2 separate regions of the Sus scrofa genome follow, and region 1 is linked to region 2. The links are chromatin contacts, called in public Hi-C maps. All regions are on one chromosome and are shown on one strand. Each heading gives the region's core, a stretch centred on a gene start, on an enhancer-like site or on the middle of the called end of the contact. The rest is flanking DNA. Distances are from core to core; before and after follow the strand shown.

Region 1 (3,739 bases), core at 53-2,552, 97 kb after region 2:
TCTGAACTAAATGTATAGAAGAAAGTTATTGCCAATGTTTTGCTAAAAGAAAGCAACTGGAAAAATAATTGTTTTACTTTCCTATCACTTTGTATTTACACATATAGTCCTGGGTGTATTGTAGGTGCTCAACAAATGCTTGTTAAGAGAAGAATGACAGGCACACCTGATGTTGTGAATAGCACAGGTGGATAGTATTACCCAGCTTTGAAATGAAAAAAATCTGAGGGACAAGTAGGTTAATGACCCTAGCTTAAGACACACAGATCCTAAGTATGGACCTGAGGTCTCCTGGTTCTTTCCAGATGGGTGTAAACACATTCCATGCAAAACTGAAACATTTGTTCCCATACTGCTATTGCCATCATCCTGCTCTGTCCCTATCAATTTATTCTAGTTAATGACCAGAACATGGGCTGAAAATAACAATTGTAGTTGCTACTACTGTTAAATCCTTGCTATGATTTGGATGAAAATCTGTTTTCTAAGAATTAACTGGACTGAACCCATCCTAAAGTTAGATAGATCACTCTAAGACCTGAAGCCACCTTCCAGAGAGCTGAACTTAAGGATGAAAAGGGAAAGGATTATAGTCTTAGGACATTCTTCTCTGTTGCAGTATCTAGAAATGCTTTTAAAATATCTAAAAACATCTAATTCTCACACCCTAAGATAACTATGGAGCATTTCTTTTGCAAACTGAGTGCCTGCCTATTCTCTTGTAATGCCTGGCCCTAAAAGATCCCTATAAAGGGTCACTTTGTCCCACCACCTGGGAGCTAATGGTACCCCCTTGGTTCTGTGACCCGCAGCTTGCAAAGATGACATGCCTTAAAACATCACTGTTCTCATCAAATCTTCAATCACTAGCTACCTCAGCTGCGGGCTTTTTGCTGAAACAGGCTTGCAATCTAATGTCACGCATTATAGCTCACAAAAGCTGGCAAAGAAAGTGAGGCACCCCCTCCCCTCTTCCAGCACTTCACGAGGGCTCACTCCGCATCGGCCACAACGCACCCACCTACCCAGGGGTTCAGATCCCGGGGGCAGAGCGCCCAGTCTCACCGGGAGACCCGCGCCGGAGTGCACCTTTGAATCATGGAGTCGTTCGCTTCTTTTTAAACTACCCATCCTCAGCTAGGTTAACGTGAAGTTAACTGTCAACATAGCCAGGGAACCGCAGAGCCTCCGCAGCGTCCTGCATAAGCGTTTCCTGGCCCGCGCTCCTCCGGAGCAGCAACGCGAAGGTGTGGTCTGCCTCCTTACCTGCTCCCTCAGCCCGGGTCCCAGGCGGTGCTCAAGTCCAAAGTCGGAATCACCCTTCACTGTCCCCAGGACCAAGCCGCTGACGCCATCGTCAGTAGGGGATTTGCATTTCTCCTCCCACTTGAGGCTTTCCTGTGCGTCAGTGTTAAAGAGTCTCTGGTCTCTGGGACTTTACTCGGGTCGTTCCCACCCACTCTATTCTAGAAACGCTAAAGAGCAGAAACGGTCTGGCTGAAGCCCCTTTGGAGGCACCCTCTCCTCATCCCCACCAACACTCTGGCCACTGGGCATGACCCACGGGTGTCAGAAGGAAAGGGTCGGTGGGGACCACACACACCCATTTTCTTCCGGTTTCCCCAGACCTGAGACACCCCACAACCTCCCAGCAGCAGCAGCGGCATCAGCAGCAGACTTACTTGCCTGGAGCCAAATTCCTGGCTCCCTCCGTTCAGACTTCTCTCACCGTGGTGAGCCAGTCCCTGGGAATAAAGGGGAAGGTAGCTGGGATGAAAACATTCAGTCGAAGACCTCACTGTGCTCCAATTCCAGCAGGGTTTGCTCACTGGGAGGAGAACAACCTCACCCTCAGATCTGGGCCAGCTCCTGAGCAGGCCTTGGACACCGGCCCTCGCTAGCCCAGCATCCTCTTTCCCTCCTCAGTGGCCCTACACCTGGTTGCTGGAGTATGCCCTTGGCCCTTTGTGACCTGGACCTGTTCTAGAATCCTAGAGCTGGAGAGAGCCTTGACCTCATCTGGTTCTAGCTCCTCTCTCATATCTGAAGAGACAGGCCCAGAGAGGTGACCAGAGTTACTCACTGAGCCAGCCCCTGAGCCTGGATAAAAGTCAGACAGTTTCAACTCCCTCGGTGCTCTTTTCATCTCCTCCAAGCTAGATGTTAACCCCCTGTCACACAGTAAGAGTTTTATAAACATTCAAGAAAATTAGGGCAAAAATGAAGATAGACTAGAAGAGCTAGGTAGAAAGACTCAATCTGCTTCTGGACATGCCCAGAGCAATCTACCAAGGTAAAAGTCCCTGTTTCACACCACAGGATTCTCTTCCTCTTTCAGGAGACATCATTATCAAGTGATTAAATTTACTACCTCTCTCTCACAAAAAAAAAAAAAAAAGTAAGTCAATCAGCCCCAGAGTCACATATCTAAATTTAAATTTAATATTGGTCAGGTAAAGCTGGTCCTGGATGCTTGCTCACTGGGCAGTTTCCAGGAGCCTATGCTGCTCTGTCCCCAGCTGAACAAAGTGCCGCATTTGGGCCATTCCATAAGCTATGAGGCAAAGGTTGGCTTTCTTCTGGGGAAGTGGTCACTGCCTAAAGTAAAAAGTCCAAATTCTTGGCACTCAAAATTCTGTATAGTTTGGTCCTAACCTCTCTTGCGAACTTTTCTTCCCATCCCCTTCCTCTCAAAAACCCGTGATCTGATACTGGCCAGTCCTTTTTCTCCCTAGACGAACCCTTGTGCTTCAGTACTGATCCTCGCTTCAGCTGCAGTTTCTCTTCAATTTGTCTACTTATTGAAATCCTCTCCTTCTCTGTGACAATTTCACGGATGACCTCAACCCAATTTTTCCCTGCCCTGAGTTCTCATCATACTTCCCATCCAAACCAGTGCTGTCCAAGAGAAATAAAATGCAAGCCACATAAATTTGAATTTCCTAGTAGCTGTATTAAAAAAGGAAAAAGAGGCAGGTGAAATTAATTTCATTACTATATATAACCCAGTTCATACAGAATAGTAACATTTCAGCATATAACCGGTATAAAAAGTTATTAATGAGAGACAGAATTCCTTATTTCACACAAAATCTGTGGAGCTAGGTGTGTATTTGGCACTGAGGACATCTCAAGTCAGACTTTCCAAATTTTAAGTGCTTAATAGCTACATGTAGCTAGTGGCTACGTATTGGACAGCACAGACCTGGCTCATTCATTTAGCACCTTTCACTTCCTGCCTTATACTGTTAGTCACATTTGTTCTGCATGTCTTTATCATCTTTATATTCAAATGTTGAGTGCTTGCTAAATGAAGCAAAGAGTTTGTTCCCTTCCTTTTAAGGACCTCACCTTGGGATGCTCCCAAGAAGTTTTCAAACTATGTGGTCTCAAGACACTTTTATCCTCTTAAAAATTGTTGACAACTCCAAAGAATTTTTGCATATTACTATTCTGTATTAGTTTTAAATTTTATTGTACTCAAAATTAAATCTAAGAAAAAATTAAAACTTTTGATTTAAAATTATAGTCATACATAGAGAACAAACTAGTGGTTGCCAAGGGGAAGAGGGGAGGGAGTGGGATGGACTGAGAGTTTAGGGTTAATACATGCAAACTATTGCATTTAGAATGGATAAACAATGAGGTTCTATTGTATAGCACAGGGAACTATATCCAGTCTCTTGGGATAGATCATGTTAGAAGATTATATAAGAAAGGGAATGTATATATTGTATGA
Region 2 (3,809 bases), core at 263-2,762:
AAACCAAGTTCTGAAATAGAGTTGTAGTGATGATCATATTTATTAATCACATTGAATGCACTGTAGCTCAATATATTGGATTCCTGATTTAAACCCTTTAGGCCAACCTAAGATAATAAACACAGAACTATTGCCTTATCTCTTCTGTGCTTTTTAATTAAAACTGATTTTGTCTTTTCCTAAGGAGGGCCTTGTTCTCTGAATGTAATACAATGTATGTCTCTAGCTTATCCTTCAAAGAATCTTTGGGCATCTCTTTAACTTTCTCTGGACCACGGACTATCAATCAACTCATACAAGTACTTAATACTGTCCAACAAATAATTAGATACCTTCTTCTGAAAGAGTGCTGAAATAGCTCAGTTGGGAGAACACTGGGCTGAAATAATATTAGTCTTAAATAAAACCTGTATCATGTTATTTAATGGTTTATCATAGGTTGGGGCAAGTTATACCTTGACCCAAAGCACAAAAACAAAGCATTCCAAAGCACAAAACCTGTTAAGTCCAAGGTTAAGGAAAGGAAACTTACAATGTGAATTCATAATTAAAGGGGACTCCTATTTTATGGATAGTAGTTTTTCCTTATTTTGCTCTAGACTAGAGGATCTTTTGTATGATCAACTGCAAATAAGACTGTTTATACCAGAAACAGAGTCAAAAATGATGGAACAGAAGACTTCGCCTCAGATTACTGGAAGGCAGAAGGTGTTTTAGGAAGGGAAAGGGGGAAGAATTGAGAAATCTGTTGCAGTATGGGGAGAAGGACTTCAGTGAACATAAACAAAGCTAGGCTGCAAGAAAAAGGAACCAATTCTAGAGATTTCAGAAGGTAAGAAGAAAAGAGGACACAACATGCAACAAGAAGTGGGAGATAGGAAGGGGAGGACTGGAAAGAAGGAATTTCTAGAGGGGCAGATTTCCTTGAATATGAGAATTATGTCTGGACAAATGACCAAAAAGCATAGAATGTGACCAAGGTTTAGGAGCTTAGGTTTTGAAACAGAACAGTCAGGAGAAACCAGACTTAGTTGTGCTGAACACTGTAAGTAGGCTGTGCATTTATGTGATAGGAGGTGTATATGAAAAATGTCTCCAGGTTCTTCATCCAAGACTGGAGCAGAATCTGAGATGGTTAGTGTGACAGCTTTGGTGGCTTTCTTAAAGAGAAAGGATGCTGAAGACAGCTAGGTGCGGCAGCCCTGCACTCTGAGGCTGGAGGAAGAAGTAGTTTTTGTCCTACATCCTGGAGTTGGATGAAAAGCTCCAAACATGTGTAGCTCCTAACGGAGAACGACATTACATCTCAGAGGTGTTGGCTGTCCTTGGCTTTAAGGTCCACCTAGCTTTCCTAATGAGTTCTATTCTCACTGCAGCCTGAGAGGAAGCAAGGCACAGGCACCCTGAGCAGCCTTCCTCTTTGCCTCTCTTTCCCTCCTTCCAACTGCCTCAGATGCCAGGGCGCCAGAGGATGAGAAGGAATCTGGCTGAGTCATTTTCCACATTGTTCCCTTATTAGGTACATTAAATAAAAAGGGAAGGAACAGTTGGAGCTGACTCATCAGGACTCCTCCTATTACTGCTAGGGCCTGAGTTAAGATAATTCTTCCCTTTGGAAGGAACATTTGTTTTGAATCAGGAAGAAATGTTGTTATTTATATCTGACCTAATTTCTTTAGACCTTGGTGGTTTCCCGGACAACACACTGGGGTTTTGTAAGAGGGAACAAGGGGAAATGCTGACTCATCTTTTTTGCCACACCCTTCCTTGGTGGTCTTTTATGAAGAGCTATTCTCTTGCTCCCTTTGAAACTTGAGGCTAACTTTGAGCCATACCTTAAATGACCACCAGATGGCATTAAAACCCAATTTGAGCCTAGAGTGGATTAAAGCTATAATTAACTTGAAAGGATTAAATCTATTATCAACTCAAAAATTTGTACAGTGTTGTTAGGAAAGATTGATGAATATTCTAGCCACTTATTTGGAAACCAATTCTCCACCTCTGTGGAACAGGCTGTGTGTGGAAAAGATGTGGCCAGAAGTAGGTGAGGAGGTAAACCCAGCAGTAAGTCATTAAATTCTGGAATAAAGTTTCCCCAGAGCCCAATTAACAGAGCCACAGGATGGCCCTAGAACTCTCCGTGATACACGTAGTTGAGAGCTGACCAGACCCTCAGAAGTAATAAATACTTGTCTGTCACTATTGCAGTGTTCAGAGTCCAAATACATCAGAACATATTACTTTATAGATATGACATAAGGGAGGAATCATACAACTGAATATACTGGAGTTCTGGAATAAAAAAAACCCACAAAGATATGTGTGTGCATATATATATCTTGATACAGATAGGCTTTGTTGACAATAAAATGAATCAAATAGCATTAAAGGAGGAGAAATCGGAATAGAGACTCTACCTGGGAATCATTGGTTGACACATTGTACCAAATGATGGATGCCCAAGCATTAGGTAACTGACTGACATTAGAAATCATCACCACAGGTAATGAGCAGGTCTGATTAAAAAAAAAAAAAGAACAGTTATAACAGGTAGCAGCGTCTTAAATTGATTTTACACTTGGCCCTTTCCCCTAAAGGACCATCTCAAGCCAACCCCACTCCTCCAATCATGATATCTACACTACCTTGTTCACTAAAATGACTTGTGAAGGCACTGGAACCTTCTGAGCATATGTGAGTCAAGGTACAGGGAGGAAAGAAGCTAAAAATAGGAACCCTGGGAGTTCTTTTGTGGTGCAGTGGGTTAAGGATCTGGCGTTGTCCCTGCAGCAGCTCAGGTTGCTGCTGCTGCGTGGGTTTAATTCCTGGCCCGGGGAACTTTCACATGCTGTTATCGTTGCCCCCAAAAAGTAAAAGAAAAAAATAGGAATCCTTTCAGCATGCTTGGTCAGTCAGCTTCTCCAATATCTTCCCTGACATTGTGTAGATATGGCCTAAAATGCAACTACTTAGAGCTTGTACTGACTTAGCAACTTTCCTCTTAATAGGTTACATTAAAGAATCTAATGTTAAATCTATCTCTGGGATGGATTAATGTATTCAAATTATGATCTAACATCTAATTAATGTCAGTTCCAGACATGGGTATTTTAACTGTAGAAGATGGAGAGGTAAGCAATTTTGGAATACAAAGTGCTGTGGGAGACCGAGCTGCCTCCTCTGTTGTCGCACTCAGCTTAGTACTGCTGGTGCTGAAGTTTTCAACCTTATGGAATAAACAGGCTTCATAGACTAGTCTGGAAAACTAATCAACTTACATTCATCCCTTTCCACCAACAGAGGTTAGAATGTTTGTACATAGTGAGATACCCAGTTGAGGAACTTAATGGCTTAGGGAAACAGACATTTAGGTAAAAAAGATGAGGAAGGAACCTATGGCAATTTTATAAACATGTTTACATTGATTAAGATAAAAGAGCAGGAGTTCCTGTTGTGGGCAGGGGTAGCAAACCCTACTAGGATCCATGAGTATGTGGGTTCGATCCCTGGCCTTGTTCAGTGCGTTAAGGATCCAGCGTTGCTGTGAGCTGCAGTGAAGGGTGAAGATGTGGCTTGAATCCAGCATTGCTATGGTGTAGGCTAGCAGCTATAGTTCTGATATGACCCCTAGCCTGGGAACTTCTATATACTGCAGGTGCCACCCTTAAAAGCAAAAAATAAAATAAAAGAGCAAAGGCAGAAATCTAAAACAATATACCCCACATGTAGGAACATATTCAGGTGTGTGAAATTGTTAATTCATGCACCCAGTCATTCATTTATTCAACAAATGCTGAGTACCTATT

The links. A called contact is a pair of places that touch in the nucleus more often than the background predicts.
Region 1: a contact with region 2 is called in a Hi-C map of retroperitoneal adipose tissue, with 3 times the contacts expected there. The contact joins the promoter of STAT4 here to the enhancer-like site in region 2. A contact is called at or near these places in 3 of 5 promoter capture datasets (fetal liver, fetal skeletal muscle and liver), 31 of 47 Hi-C or Micro-C datasets (adipocytes, adipose tissue, alveolar macrophages and 17 more) and 2 of 2 datasets of contacts at active chromatin or transcription factors (alveolar macrophages and skeletal muscle).

Annotation. Positions count from the first base shown.
Region 1 is chr15:95,762,144-95,765,882 of Sscrofa11.1, forward strand. STAT4 (signal transducer and activator of transcription 4) reads right to left here and starts at 1,303. Exons shown (of 24, transcript NM_001197305.1): 1 at 1,267-1,303.
Region 2 is chr15:95,665,284-95,669,092 of Sscrofa11.1, forward strand. It overlaps STAT4 (signal transducer and activator of transcription 4), which reads right to left. Exons shown (of 24, transcript NM_001197305.1): 16 at 2,421-2,519; 17 at 1-10. Among named protein-coding and RNA genes, the nearest start is that of STAT1, 25 kb to the left of the region's middle. Within about 2 kb of position 1,513, at least 28 of the 83 cell types and tissues checked have an H3K27ac peak or open chromatin away from gene starts, as enhancers often do. A contact at or near this core is called in adipose tissue, alveolar macrophages, embryonic fibroblasts and 4 more, where this site is marked.